Linked DNA regions of Sus scrofa: regions 1, 2, 3 and 4 are each linked to region 5. Evidence: chromatin contacts called from public Hi-C and HiChIP or PLAC-seq data. All regions are on one chromosome and are shown on one strand. The core of a region is the stretch at or near the end of the contact, and the rest is flanking DNA. Distances in the headings are between cores, read along the strand shown. Region 1 overlaps KLF9 (Kruppel like factor 9). Region 2 has its middle 70 kb from the start of KLF9. Region 3 has its middle 7.3 kb from the start of KLF9. Region 4 overlaps SMC5 (structural maintenance of chromosomes protein 5). Region 5 overlaps TRPM3 (transient receptor potential cation channel subfamily M member 3).

The links. A called contact is a pair of places that touch in the nucleus more often than the background predicts. HiChIP or PLAC-seq counts read pairs in DNA pulled down with a chosen protein or histone mark.
Region 1: an H3K27ac HiChIP or PLAC-seq map of skeletal muscle shows a contact between it and region 5. The contact joins two enhancer-like sites. A contact is called at or near these places in 2 of 5 promoter capture datasets (liver and skeletal muscle), 7 of 47 Hi-C or Micro-C datasets (brain, embryonic fibroblasts, omental adipose tissue and 3 more) and 2 of 2 datasets of contacts at active chromatin or transcription factors (alveolar macrophages and skeletal muscle).
Region 2: an H3K27ac HiChIP or PLAC-seq map of skeletal muscle shows a contact between it and region 5. The contact joins two enhancer-like sites. A contact is called at or near these places in 3 of 47 Hi-C or Micro-C datasets (embryonic fibroblasts and skeletal muscle) and 1 of 2 datasets of contacts at active chromatin or transcription factors (skeletal muscle).
Region 3: an H3K27ac HiChIP or PLAC-seq map of skeletal muscle shows a contact between it and region 5. The contact joins two enhancer-like sites. A contact is called at or near these places in 2 of 5 promoter capture datasets (liver and skeletal muscle), 16 of 47 Hi-C or Micro-C datasets (brain, embryonic fibroblasts, fibroblasts and 7 more) and 2 of 2 datasets of contacts at active chromatin or transcription factors (alveolar macrophages and skeletal muscle).
Region 4: a Hi-C map of brain shows a contact between it and region 5, with 8 times the contacts expected there. The contact joins two enhancer-like sites. A contact is called at or near these places in 1 of 5 promoter capture datasets (liver), 27 of 47 Hi-C or Micro-C datasets (adipocytes, adipose tissue, alveolar macrophages and 17 more) and 2 of 2 datasets of contacts at active chromatin or transcription factors (alveolar macrophages and skeletal muscle).

The regions. Positions count from the first base shown.
Region 1 is chr1:223,733,862-223,736,561 of Sscrofa11.1, reverse strand. The region is part of intron 2 of KLF9 (Kruppel like factor 9); the gene reads left to right. Among named protein-coding and RNA genes, the nearest start is that of KLF9, 12 kb to the left of the region's middle. Within about 2 kb of position 1,406, at least 7 of the 83 cell types and tissues checked have an H3K27ac peak or open chromatin away from gene starts, as enhancers often do. A contact at or near this core is called in skeletal muscle, where this site is marked.
Region 2 is chr1:223,675,874-223,678,573 of Sscrofa11.1, reverse strand. No RefSeq gene overlaps it. Among named protein-coding and RNA genes, the nearest start is that of KLF9, 70 kb to the left of the region's middle. Within about 2 kb of position 1,338, at least 5 of the 83 cell types and tissues checked have an H3K27ac peak or open chromatin away from gene starts, as enhancers often do. A contact at or near this core is called in embryonic fibroblasts and skeletal muscle, where this site is marked.
Region 3 is chr1:223,753,648-223,756,347 of Sscrofa11.1, reverse strand. No RefSeq gene overlaps it. Among named protein-coding and RNA genes, the nearest start is that of KLF9, 7.3 kb to the right of the region's middle. Within about 2 kb of position 1,252, at least 62 of the 83 cell types and tissues checked have an H3K27ac peak or open chromatin away from gene starts, as enhancers often do. A contact at or near this core is called in brain, embryonic fibroblasts, liver and 4 more, where this site is marked.
Region 4 is chr1:223,645,548-223,648,247 of Sscrofa11.1, reverse strand. SMC5 (structural maintenance of chromosomes protein 5) reads right to left here. Exons shown (of 24, transcript XM_021064744.1): 19 at 1,495-1,590; 20 at 900-1,004; 21 at 555-674. Among named protein-coding and RNA genes, the nearest start is that of SMC5, 87 kb to the right of the region's middle. Within about 2 kb of position 1,392, at least 6 of the 83 cell types and tissues checked have an H3K27ac peak or open chromatin away from gene starts, as enhancers often do. A contact at or near this core is called in brain, where this site is marked.
Region 5 is chr1:223,898,796-223,901,495 of Sscrofa11.1, reverse strand. All of the region lies in intron 21 of TRPM3 (transient receptor potential cation channel subfamily M member 3), which reads left to right. Among named protein-coding and RNA genes, the nearest start is that of KLF9, 150 kb to the right of the region's middle. Within about 2 kb of position 1,250, at least 37 of the 83 cell types and tissues checked have an H3K27ac peak or open chromatin away from gene starts, as enhancers often do. A contact at or near this core is called in brain, embryonic fibroblasts, liver and 4 more, where this site is marked.

The DNA of each region.
Region 1 (2,700 bases), core at 157-2,656, 170 kb after region 5:
TCCCCATGCTGCCATCATTTCCAGTGCTTTTGTACCATTGCTGTTTTAATGAAAATAAGCAGAATGACAACCAAACAGCTGCTTTCTCTCTTTGGCGTTGCAAATCATAGCCTAGGCCAGCCATAGGATGCTTGTCTGCTGAGCATTAGCCACTGAAGCAGGGGTTCCCTGGTGTGAAAGAAACATGGGCTGTGCCCCTCTGACCTGTGTCATTTCTTCTCAATGTCCTGCTTGTGCCCAGATTTTAAAGTACTGTCCAGGCATGCCTGCCCCCAGAGGGCTGAGAGAGTTAGGCGGGGGCTGTTTGGTAAGAATTGGACAGCTCAACCCTGCCATTCTTCATGGTCTTTCGTGACCATTAGTGGCTCACTCTGTTAAAGCTAGAAAGATCTGCCTTATGGTGACCCATGTGGCATGTATGAATAGGATCTATAGTCATTGCAGCCTTACTCTGGTGCTAGCAGTGTCAGAGGTTGAGCCCAGAGAGAAAAAGCTGGACACACGAGATGGAGCAACAGCAATGGTCACCCTGAGTGCCATGACCTGGCTGGCAGGTAGAGGAGGTATTCACCGACCAGGCAATGGTCTTGTCTCTTGTGTTTTCCTGTTTTGCTTGTCGTCTTTTCTGAGTCAAAGGCTTCAGCTCTCTGGATGGCAGTTGCCACCAGGCTGGAAGCTGTGGGTGCTACATATAATGTCACCTAAATACATACACAGAGAGGTTATCCTTGTGTTTGCTAAGGCTGCCAAAAGTCTCGGTGGCCCTTGGAAGGCAACCATGTGCATTGGGTAAGAATTTCCCAGTCATAAGCCTGCGGTGTACAAAATGGGAACTGCTAGTAGCCAGAACTGAGTTCTCAAGCCCTCCCACCCCACCACCATTTCTGCTTTTGGTTGACCAACTTTATCTTGGCAATTCAGGATCCCTCAGTCTCTTTGTGTTGTTTTATTCTCTTTTGGGTACATGTTGACAAGATCAGAGTTCTCTGTCCCTCTCCTTTTGCCTTTCTTCCTGGGAGTGAACTGTTTGATGGGCAAGAGCCTCACCTCTTAGCATCAGTGGAGGGCTGTCCACTCACGTGGCATTCTTTGACCTTGGCGGTCTCCCCCAGGTTATCATGCACCAGGTGGGGGTCCCGGTCCTCACATGTAGGCGTCTTCTGTACAGGGGTGCAGGCATTAGATCCCTGCTGTGTGCCTCATCCTCTTGTGGCATCCTCCCAACTTGTAACATCTCAGGAACACACAGTCCCCTCCCCCACCCACATGAGGAGGGATGGGAAAGAAACTTTGAGGCATACACTTGAGACCCTTTTCTCAGCATGACTGCCCAACTCCTTGGGTGCCCTGGTGTGGGTGGGGACTTCCCTATGGGGACAGGCTGCAGGCATGGGGTGGGCCATGCAGCACTGGCTGCTCTGCCTGGTGCTACCCAAGCCTGTTTCTAAAAGGAGAGCAGAGAACACCTGCACTTCTCAAGAAACCTCTGCTTCTGTTCCCTAAACACAGCCCCTCCAATTTCTCTCTCTCCGGCTCAGATCTCAATAGGAAGCTCTGGCATATTAAGAAGTTTAAGGATTTCAAGGTCTGCCTAACATTTTTAAAACTCTGTCTTGAAACTTCATGCATAGCAACAACTTACTTGTTTTAACCTGTCTTTGCCCTCCCCGAGGCAATGTATGTGGAAGGGAGAGCCTAGGAGTAAGATGTTTAGAGAAATAGGAAAAAGGCTCTCTCTACACTTAGTTAGGTCTTGTGTTCTTCTTTCACTTCTAAACTCAATACTAAAGCAGGAATTTGAAAACTGGTTCTGATCTAAAGTTGTCCTGGGCAAGTCAGCAGCCCTCTGACTGGGCTTCATCTGAAACAGGACAGATTTGAATTAGATGTCATTAAAAAAAAAAAAATCACTCAAAATGCAAAGATTCTAAGAATCTACCTTCCTCAGCCTTATTTTGGCATCAAACATATGTCCTGTTCAACATTTAGTGCCTAGTAGATTATTTATTTATTATCTCTCTTTCCCACAAAGAACTGGGCAGAGGCAGCACAGTCTGAGATAGGAGCAAGAACGCAAATGTAGGAATTGGCCAATCTGGGCCTGGACCTAGCCGTGTGGACATGGGGCGTGGTCCCCTCACCTCTCTGCCATTGCGGAGTTGCTGAGGTGGGGGCCAGGTAACAGAGACATCAAGTCACAATAATACACAGGAGGTCCTGCCATGGATCAGCAGTAACGAACCCCACTAGTATCCATGAAGATGCGGATTCAATCCCTAGCTTTGCTCAGTGAGTTAAGGATCTGGTGTTGCTGTGAGCTGTGGTGTAGGTCACTGACACAGCTTGGATCCCACATGGCTGTGGCTGTGGCCTAGGCCAGCCACTACAGCTCCAATTCAACCCCTAGCCTGAGAACTTCCATATGCTGCATGTGTGACCCTAAAAAAAAAAAAAAAAAAAAAAGTAATGGTATATAAAAAAATTTTTTAACTTATAAAAAGAAAAAAGGCATAATGACATATGTCTTGCTGACCTAAACAGTCAAGACTCTATTGTCTGCCACCTTTATTTCTGAGTTTCTGGCATCATCTCACAGGTAAGTTGAGTTTGGGGATGTGGAAGCAATACTTGGACAGACTTGCTTCCGAATACCTAGACACCAGCTTCCAGTGAGGAAGTACTGCGGGACAGATGTTACAG
Region 2 (2,700 bases), core at 89-2,588, 220 kb after region 5:
GGAAGATGTGTATAGGTTATATGCTAATACTACACCATTCCATATAGATGTGAACATCCATGGATTTTGGTATGCACAGGGGTCCAGGAAACAATCCACTGAGGATATACAGGAACATCTGTATATGGGAGTATGTTAACTATGCTAAGTCTGCACTGCTGTAACAGAGATGAAACAATGAAGTATGAAGTAAGTGGTTTAGCAAAGATGCTCATTTCTACTTACTACCCTCTGTGTGAACAGTTCAGGTCAATTTGAACAACTTTGCAAATGGGAACCAGCCCTGGGACCTGTGACTCAGCCTCCTTTATAGGCTCTGAACTGCATGTCAGGCTGTCCCGGGATAGCCTGTCTTCCTGATCTCAGGGCTTTGAAGACTTTTGCTTCATAATTACAACAGCCCCTTCCAATCTATGTCTTGTTTTGTGTCCAATTGATGTGGCTCCACTGTGCTCTCCCCGGCTGGTCTTAAGTCATGCCCAGCAAGGGACAGACATTTCTTGTGTGAATTGGGCTGCTATCATCACATTGCACATGGGTCCTTTATTTGTCCTCTCCTAGCAGTAGCGTGTGGAAGGCAGGGGTGTGGTCAATGGAGAGTGAAAACATGGTCTAGGAATGCAGTGATTCCAGCCTACAGAGCTCAAGAGAAGGCACTTCTGGGAAATATGTTGTTCTATTTTCATCTGTAAAATTCCGATTGGTAAATTTAACATGACTAGAAAATGGATGATGTTTCCTATTTTCCTGCATAGCCAGGGTAAGACCTGCATTTGTCCCCGTCATCAGTGAAGTACTATGATGCTCTGACGGTCACTGGGAGTCACTGGATGCTGTACTCTAGGGAGTCATAATGTAACCAGCATTAAATAAAATGACACTGGGAGCCTGCATAGGCAAGATAACCTATATCATTTCAGTAGAAACAAATGCCCAAGAGCTATGGTGTTTAAAGTAGTAACATCATTGCTCCTTCTTCTCCATGTGGAATATAATTATTAGCCAGGAAGGGTGATTTGACAATAAAGAGCAGGTTCCTGGACCCAAACAAGAAAATATGATGCACTTAGTGAAAAACAAGCAGATATTTCAGTACTTCTCTCTCCTCATTATTCTAAATATTCATCGGTAAACCACTACACCTTACATGGGCCGATATATTTTGTACTGCATTTTAAAGTTATTTACTTTGTAATTGGAAAAAAGTAAAGCTTTTGCAAAAGACTAGGAAGATTTACAACAAAGTTTTTTGTTTTTGACTACTCCACGGCATATGGAGTTCCTGGGCCGGGGCTCAGATCCAAACTGCCTCTGTGACCTAAGCTGCAGCTGCAGCAATGCCAGATCCCAAACCCACTGTGCCAGGCCAGGGATGAACCTGAGTCCCAGGACTCCCAAGACACTGCTAATCTGGTTGTGCCACAGTAGGATCTTCTATATCAAAGTTTTATAGTGATTGTGTCAGAGGGTTGACTTCATAAGAAACTTTGTTTTGTTTTTTTATATGTTCTAGAATGTGGTCACAATAAACAAGATAATAATAACTTAGATATGGCCACATGGCTAGCTAAGTAGAAGAAACAAATTCTCCTTAAGTCTAAAACTCATACTCTTTTCTCTTAAAATAAAAAAAAGTTTAAAAAATAAGTAAATATAAGGTACATAATTCAAAACATACAAAAAAGCTGGCGAGAAATAAATCTTCCTCCCACTCTGCTGTTCAATTTTCTACTTCTTTTCCTCAGAGGCAGCCACTGTTGGCTGTTAGTTTCTTTGTATCCTTCAAGAGGCAGAAAATATAGCTCTGTGTGTGTTTGTATTTTTTCTTTTTAACTGCGAATAATAAATGCACACACACACAGTTTAATAATTTGCTCTTTTCATTGCCATAGCTTGGAGATCTGATCATGTCAGAGCCGACAGCTGTACTGTATTCTACTACATGAGTCTTTGCATCATAATTTATTAACCCATTCTCAATCTATTGCTATTTCAAACAATATTTATTGAACATAATATTCTCACACATATGCTTAGAGATACATGTAAGAGTATATAGGTGGGATAAGTTGCTATAAGTGGATTTGCTATGTCAAAGTAGATATCTGTTTAAAATAGATCCCTAAATGACTCACTACTGAGGTTATCCCAGTTTTACACTCTCACCAAAAATGCTTATATATCTTTCACCACAAGCTTGCCTACCTCTTGAGTGTTGCCATTCCCCAGGCTCTTTTCATAACAGCATACTACCTGGCTCTGAGTCCCAATTCCAACATTTCTTAAGTCTGTGACTTTGAACACTTCAGCTTAATCTCTTTGATTCTTCTTCCTTAATGAAGATAATATGCATTATCCACAGCTACTATCAAAATCAATGGTGATGTGTGAAAGACCAACAGTACACACGGACTCAATATTTTTATATATTCTACCTATAAATAGCTCTTGGACTTTTCCTCCACTTCTTCACTTCTATTCTTAGCACGGCAACTGTTCAGGCTTTATTATTCACCTACTTGCTTTCAGTATCTTTTTCACAAGCCCTTCCTCCCTTCCCCCTAATCTAATGATCAAGTGGATCTCCCTGAATTCAAGTTCTAGCTTCTACTCTCCCGATTTAAAAAAAACAAAAACACAGCAAAACCAAACACAAACCTGTATGAGTAAGAGAATATTCTGTACTTTATTCTCCATTAC
Region 3 (2,700 bases), core at 3-2,502, 150 kb after region 5:
ACATTCACAGAAAATGTTGACAGGAATGAGATGGGGGTGGGGGACTGTGAATCAAGTATTGGAATATCCAGGGTATCAGGGGGAGAGTTTCACAGGAGAGAGATCTGGCAGAATGCAGCAAAAAGCAAGATATGGTGTAGTCTGATGGTGGCAGGTACTTCGGAGTAGCTTGGGGCTTTAAAGCTGGAGGGCAGAGGGAAAAATAGTCTCACTTGGGTAGAAGTAATTCTCCAGCTGTAGGTGGATCTGCTCTGCTCTGAATTCCACTCTCTTGCATTTCAATAAGCTCTCTTCCTTGCCTTGGCTCTGAGAGGCCTTCCAGAGTGAGGGATTTATTGGGGGTTATAGGGTCAGAAGGAAACCAGGGAACTGTTGGGACTTTCATTCCCTCTTGTCTGCTACCAAAATACCAAGGCAGTGTTTTGGATATTTAAAAGAACATTTAAGAAGCCCTTGTTTGTTTCTGCCACTGTGCAACATTTGTGCTTCTGAAGGACAGGGAGCTGGTAACCATGGCAGTGGTGTAGAGCAGTGGTGAAGAGGTGGCTTTTAAATGGGGGAACTTCAGGCAGGGAGCACCCCAGAGCTCAACCCTCATGGCCTCGTCAGAGCTCTGTGTTCATTCAGCTTACTTAGGGAGAGAGGTTGAATCCTTCCCCACTGGGAAGCAAGCTTTGAAAGGGAAGGTTTTGCCAGACTCCATAGGGAGAGGGTGTGTGCCTGTAAGCAGGTTTCAGGGATCCGCCTGAAAACCTTGGGTCAGCAGGGAAGTTTGGGCACTCTTTCACGAACAGGACAGCCTGTGATGGCAAATGAGGCAGCACTGCGGCATCCTGGATGCCGAAATCTTACACACTGTCAGCTCTCACTGCCCAGCCCTGGACAGGTGGCCACTCACGGGGGTGGCCCAGAGCCCTGGCCAAAAAGGCAGCCAGGCCATCCCCCACAGGATGATATCTTGTGCCAAGGGGGGGAGAGGAAGAGGGAAAAAAGGAGGAAGGGAGGCCTCTTCCACATTCCTTGACAGGGAGCCCCAAGAGCCTTTCCAGGACAAAGAAGTGCCCCAAGTGGATCCAGGGCAAGGCAGGGCAAGGCAGGGCAAGGCAGGCCAGGGCAGGGCAAACCCGGGCCACAGCTCCGGTCCAGGGAAATCTCATGACTGCAGTGTTTTGCCGCAGGTTTCCCAGCTGCTGGGGCGGGTGGAGGCAGCATGGGGTGGTGGGGGTGAGGAGGAGGGAAGTAAACAGGAGACCACAGAGAGAGCCAGTTCCCTGTGTTCAGAGAACACCAGCCGCCTCCGGTCCCCGGTGGGTGGCTGTATGTGTGGAAACGAAACTGGGAGGGGAAGGGAGAGCGGGAAGAGTAAGCAAGGGCTTCTCGGCTGTTATCCACCCACCTCGCCTTTCCTGACCCACCAGCCCACTCCCCTCCGTGGTGAGAGGGAGACGGTTCACAAAGCGCCCACCCCCAAGTATGCGCAGCTGGTTCAGCTGTCGGTGATTCAGACACTGTCTCAGCAGCTTGTCACCCGCGCTCAGGAGGGGAAAGGGGGGGGGCTTGGGAAGGGGAAGGAAGGGTGAGTGGTACTCACCAGCATTGGCCTGGGCATGGGATGCCGCCTGGGGCTGGGAACAAGGGGTATCTACCTTCCAACACCTACACATTTCTCCGCCGGGTCCCCACGACCACGGGGTAGCAAGGGTGGGATGAGAGCATGGGGTCACATCCTAAGGGGGAACTGAAAACAAGGAAGGCGATGGGAGGGAGGTGGGGGTGTACTGCAGCGGGAAGCAATGCGGTGCGGGGCTGGCGGGGGCCGCAGGGCAGGCGGCTGCCCGCCGCCTGCCCGCGCGGGGTTATGCGAGGTAACCGCGAGCCGGGAGAGGGAGGAGGCGGCGGGGGCCGCGGGCCGGGGTGTCTGGCGCTCGTTGGACAAAGAGATGATGAAACGTGAGCGCTATATTTACCAAGGGGGTGGAGACCGGGCGGGGGGCGGGGGTAAAAAGGACAAACTGTTCCACAACAACCACAGGAAACACAGCCCATCTGACTCACCGGGAGGGCCGCGCCGACCCCCTCGCAGGCTTAGCCTAGAGGCTGGCGCGGGACTGGAGGGCGCACAGGGTTCCCGACCGACCAAACCAGGCACTACCGCTGGGGGATGGGTTGGCTTATATAAATAAAGGCACCTTAGATCCTAGAGCTGCTTGCGTGTGTGTGGCTTTTGTGGGGCAGGTTAGAGCGCGGAACGGCACGAATGTTTCCTAACCTCGTGGCCCGGCCATCGCGGGAGAGGTTGGCCTGCAAACTCTGCGAGCACGATTCCTGCAAAGTCATCTCCTCCCGCACAGCCCGGCCAGCCGGCCTGCCCCGCCCGCGGCCAGCAGTACACGCCTCCCCCGCTTCCCTCTCCCTCGCCTGCCGGAGCCCTGCTCGCGCGCTCAGAGTTGGGGTGCGGTATGGGCTATGTTTAGAAGCTGATGTCATCCGACACCCTACTCCGCAATGTTCCCAGGGGGACCGCAGGGAAGGTTTTCCTCTTCCTCGCGGGCTTGGGTGATGGAAAAGGTGCCTCACCCCCTTGACCCCCCCCCCACATACCTATCTTACCCCGAATCAAAAAAAAAAAAAAAATCACTGCAACCCCGCCAGAGTTATAAAACAGGGTAGTGAGGGCTGTATAAGCACACAGAGGGCACA
Region 4 (2,700 bases), core at 143-2,642, 250 kb after region 5:
ACCCATCTCTCTCTTTCCCTATTATTCTGAAATACATCTTAGTTCATATCTTTATACATTTATTTCTTAATGGAAATCTTATTTTACCCAAAATTACAATGCATGAACATATATATAGCTTAAGAAATTAGTGCCAAACTTATGTTAGCTTTTATTCTTGTGAACTGTTAAAATTCTTGATCAAAAGAAAAAAAAAATGCCACCGATATTATACTTATTTCAGTTATGTTTGCCAATTTGTTTATGACTCTTCAGATGTGAGGAGGGATAGATTAAAAAAACAATGCATTTGTTCATTACAGCTGAATAACCATTACTTAGACTGGATACAAAAAGTTAGTAAGATTTTAGTCACTAATCCCAAATGTCACCAAAAAGGGGGGGAGGGGAGTGAGCCCAATGTAATCCCATATATGGTCTTTTCCTTCCTTTGAACAATTTTTTGGTAAGTAAAATTTTCCCAGATAAAACTCTAGAGTAAATTAAAAATTTACATGTACTTTTAGCATATAGTTAGAATTACTTGCCAAGAAACACTTTAAATGCAATTTTACCTCGTTTTCTGTATGGAGATCCACTTCACCAGCACACTGCATGGAACTAAAAAAATGGCTGAATTTTTCATTAATTTTTTCTACCAGCTCTTTTAAAGGATTAAGCCACCTTTCTTTTACCTACATGTAAAGGCAGTATAAAAACACAATTTAAAAGAAATGTTATTACATCGATATAATCTTTACATAGGACAAATTTAATATCATTATCAATCTGGTCACAAGAATATACATTGCATTTTTTTTTCTTAAAAGTTTATTATTTTATTTTGCATCATTCTACATTCCCATATGATGGAATGGTAAGCACATGACAAAAAGAAAAGATAAAGGCTGAATAATTACCTGTGAAATGTTTTCCCTATATTTATCCAGTTCAACTTTCTTTATCTTTAATTCCTCAGTTAATTGCTCTATTTCTTCTTCTCTTTTTGTGTACTCCTGAACAACCTGGCAGGAAAAAAATAATTCTTTAAAATAAATCTACAAGAGAATAAAATCATATGAAATTTTGCATCAATTAAAACATTACGTGAAAATGCCAACTGTGTTGAATTGTTTGTATGTAGTTAATTCATGTTCTTATACTAAAAATGCCATTTTTAATCCTTTAAAAAGAATAGACACTGCAGTATTTCAGGTTAGCCCAAGTATTCTTTTTATAAAGAAAAAGCACAGAACACTGTGTTCCTTAGGAAGAATCTATTTAAAATTCTAATAGATTCAGAATCTGGCATTTAAAAGCACATTGTTCCTGCTGTCTAGCTTATTATTACCAAGAGCTCTAGTACAGAGTGGGAGGGAAGTACTGGAGGGAACTGTGTGTGTGTGTGTGTGTGTGTGTGTGTGTGTGCGCGCGCGCGCGCGCATGCAGGCACAGGTGTTTAGGGGAGGGTGGTGGTGGTGGTGACTGCAATAGGAAGTAGGGAAAGAAGCATACTGTAGGATTCAGTCCTGTGAAGCAAGAAGCTCTTGATCTTTCTTCAGTTAATAAAGCATCAATTTCATCCAATGTATTTGGAAGATCTTGGAACGCCTAAAGAAGAAAAAAATTGTCCCCATTATAGATAATATAGTGAAAACAGTTCAATTTAAATAGTTAAAAGAAAAATATTCTGAGGGAGCATCTACTGTGTTCAACAGCATGCTAGCACACAAGGACTCAAATGAATTATAAATACAGCTTTTTGCTTTCAAAAAGCTTATACTTCAAAAGAAAACAAAACACATACACGTAGTAACACTGGATAATACCTTAAGGCAATGTATGGATGTTGAGTATTAAAATAGGCAGCACATATCATACAGATTATGGAATTTAGAGAAAGGAAGAACCAGTTCATGCTACAGGAGCTACAAGAGAGTAAGAGAGTTCAGAGGCCTAGAATTCATCTCTGGGTCTCAAGGCAAATGGCAGGGGAAAGCAAGGCAGAGGGGAGACAGGAGCTTGGAAAAAAGAATGAGCACTGCATACCATGGGGGGTGAGGAGTTGTGTCCATTTGGAATGGTGGGTACTTGCTGAATTGGTAGAATGGGTCCAGAATATGTGGGGCATTGAAAGAGAGCAAGAAGTTAGAACTTTATACTGTACTTATGAAGAACTATAAAAGCATCCTAAGAATGCAAATACTCTTGACAGTAGAATTTCACCACAATACTATGCATCTTTTGAGACCATGTCACAGAGACACATTAGAACAGATACTTTCCTGTGAGGGGAGGCAAGCAAAAAAAGGAAAATGTGCAAAAGTTTAAGTAATAAAATGACTCCTGAAACTTTAAAAAAAGATCCTAAAGGAGTTCCCATTGCAGCTCACTGGTTAACGAATCTGTCTAGGAACCATGAGGTTGCGGGTTCAATCCCTGGCCTCGCTCAGTGGGTTAAGGATCTGGTGTTGCTGTGAGCTCTGGTGTAGGTCGCAGATGTGGCTCGGATCCCACGTTGCTGTGGCGTAGGCTGGCAGCAACAGCTCCAATTAGACCCCTAGCCTGGGAATCTCCATGTGCTGCGGGTGCGGCCCTAGAAAAGACAAAAAAGACAAAAACAACAACAAAAAGATCCTAAACACTACATCTAATATCTTATATTTTCTTCCCCCCCTATCCTTTTAGAAAGGAGTTCAACTTCCATAGGACTTCAGATGA
Region 5 (2,700 bases), core at 1-2,500:
CATAGCTCTTGCCCTCAAGAAATTCTCCATTTGTTTTCACTGGCTATTTACACCTCTCTTTTCTGATAAACATGCCTTTTAAATATTTTCTACACTGAAAAATTTTTCTTTACGTCTTTTAAGTTTTCAGCTCTTAACTCCTGTTCTAACCCCTTAACTCTGGGTCTCTGTGCACACGGTCCTCCAATACCTGTGATTCTGAAAATGCATTTCAGCAGCTCTAAGAGGAACTGTGCTTTTTTTCACTAATTGACTCCCTCCCTTGGTTAATTCCTTCTCAACATTTCTTACTCCCATTTCTTACGTGCCAGCCTCTGCACCAGCCCTAGGCAAGTTGAACATATTTTTTTTATCCTTCAGGCTGAGGGCATGGATCCCCCTCTTTTCCCTCCAACCCCATACTGTCCCAGGAGCCATCAAAAAGCCACCCTCCTGTGACTTATTGGAAGTAACAGCTAGCCTTGGGAGACATCATAGACTCAGAACCCTTTGAGAGAATGTAGTCAAGCAGTAATCCACCAGAGGGCTCTGCAACCCTGCCCAACACTCCTGAATCCCATGCTCAAGCCCATCAGGGAAGCAGGTTCGTGTGGTATGAGGATTCCTCTGTATTTCCCCTGGAACTGCAGTCAGCTGGAGAGGATTTTCTGGAGGAATTAATCCCTATCAAGTCTATTGCAATCTCAAGAGCTGTGGAAAAACCCTGCTTGCTGTCCTATAGTGAGTGAGCAAATATATTGGGCTCCATAGTAAAAATTCCTACAGACCCACAAATTCACCCTTGCCCTCATTACTAAGACAGGTTAAGAGGACCTTACTGTCATAGGGCTTAGCTTTAAAATGTTCTCCGGAGGAAAAAAAGATGCCATCAAATTGGGGTCATTTTTTAAAAAAATATGCATAAATATTTAGAGCCCTTCTCATGGGTTTTTAAAGCGCTTTGGGGAATTTAAATTCTAACCAGCATGCCCCCATCCTGAGAGTTTGGAGGTGGGTACACTGGCCCCATTTTATAAGGGGCTTTTTTTTTTTTTTTTTTTTAAATGGATGCCTTTGCCTTGTTCCAACTAGTTGTCTACACTTAGGTTTTCCCATTCATAATGCCATCCACTTCCTGACCAGTGTTGTGCATTTCCCATTTGTAAACTGAAAAACAGTAATAAATTCGCTCTGGTCTTTGTGTAGCTCTCTGAGAACTGAGGCCACTGCTGCTAGGGCCTCTATTGCTGTGAAGTGCCAGCTCGCTGGCTTTGTGATTTAAAGCCCAGATGCATATTCCCTCCCCATGATAAGCAGAAAAGGGAAAGACTTGAGCAGGGCGACTGGAATCTCTCCAGGGACTAGACTGGAAGAAGACAGGGAGCAGTCTGTACTCCACGGACTGTTCTGGAAGAGGCTGCCAAGCCGGCGGGCTGCCAGGAATCTCAAGGCCTGGCTATCTATTTCTCCTGAGGCAGCATATAGCAGCAGGGAGGGCGGGCAGGGCTTTTTAGCCTGGGGTCAGCAGGGGGTCAACCTAGAGTCCTTGTTGAAGAAGAAGCTGTGGGGCTGGAAGCATTGGCTACCTAAGTACTTGACCTTTCCCTCTTCAGCCACTTGGTGAGGTGGCCCCCTTGCCAATTCCCCGGCATCCCTGGGCTCATTAGGGAAGTAAGAACTGCTCCTGTGCCTAGGATCCCTCCTTGCGCAGCCTCAGAGCACTCGGGCCCCCCAGACCTCAGTCACAAGGTCCTGGAAACAGGGGAAAGTTTCATGGGCTTCCCTGCCTTCCCAGGGCTATACAAGGAGGGCTTTGTGGTTTCCCACTCTGCCCACCCCTTCCCGGCACCACATACTTATGTGCATAGTCACTAAACAAGCCTGGTGATCCCTTAATAGCGCATAACTGCTCTCCCGTGAGGTAGGCGGGCCTTCTCTTCTGTGGGGCTGCCTCCTGCAGCTCCATTGGGAAAATGGTGGTTGGGAAGACATCCCCACTTGACTAGGTATGGGAACTAAGACTCAGAGATTAAGCAATTTTCCTGCATTCCACAGCTGCAAAGCAGAGGTGGGTCTTAAGCGGACTGACCCAGCTCTAGGTCCACTGCTCTTTCCACTCCCCCAGTGGTTGCAAACTGGAGCACTCCTCAGAGCCCTGGAATCCCAAGGTACCTAAGAGCTGGCTGGAGAAGGGAAGGTGCCCTTTTCACTCCTGTCTCACCCCAGTCAATCTGATCTTTTTTTATGTTGTGATTTCACAAAAATTTCATTGTTTTAAAAAGTTATACTATAAGCCTTAGCAAAAGGATAGAAAAACGCCAAAGCATTCACTACCCCCCAGCACTTGCTTGCGTGCCCATGTGCACCATTTGCTAGTTAAGATGGAGCTTGGGGGCCAGAAGCCGTCAGAACAATAACTGCTGCAGGAATTCCTCATGCGTAGAACAGTGGCTCCCAACTTGTCACTGGCATGACCTGGGAGCTTGTTAGAAATGGAAATCCTCAAACCCCACACCAGGCATACTGAAGCAGAAAGGCCAGGAGCATGGGCCCAGGCAATTGTGTTTTCACCAGCCCTCCAGGTGCTTCTGGTACATGCTAAGGGCCAGGGTTGAGGAATGAGGCTACCAGGTGGCCCCTGGTATCTTGCTCAAGCCCCAGTCCTTTCTTATTATGACCTCCCTTCCTTAATATTTCAGGGTAAGGCAAGCCATTAAAGGG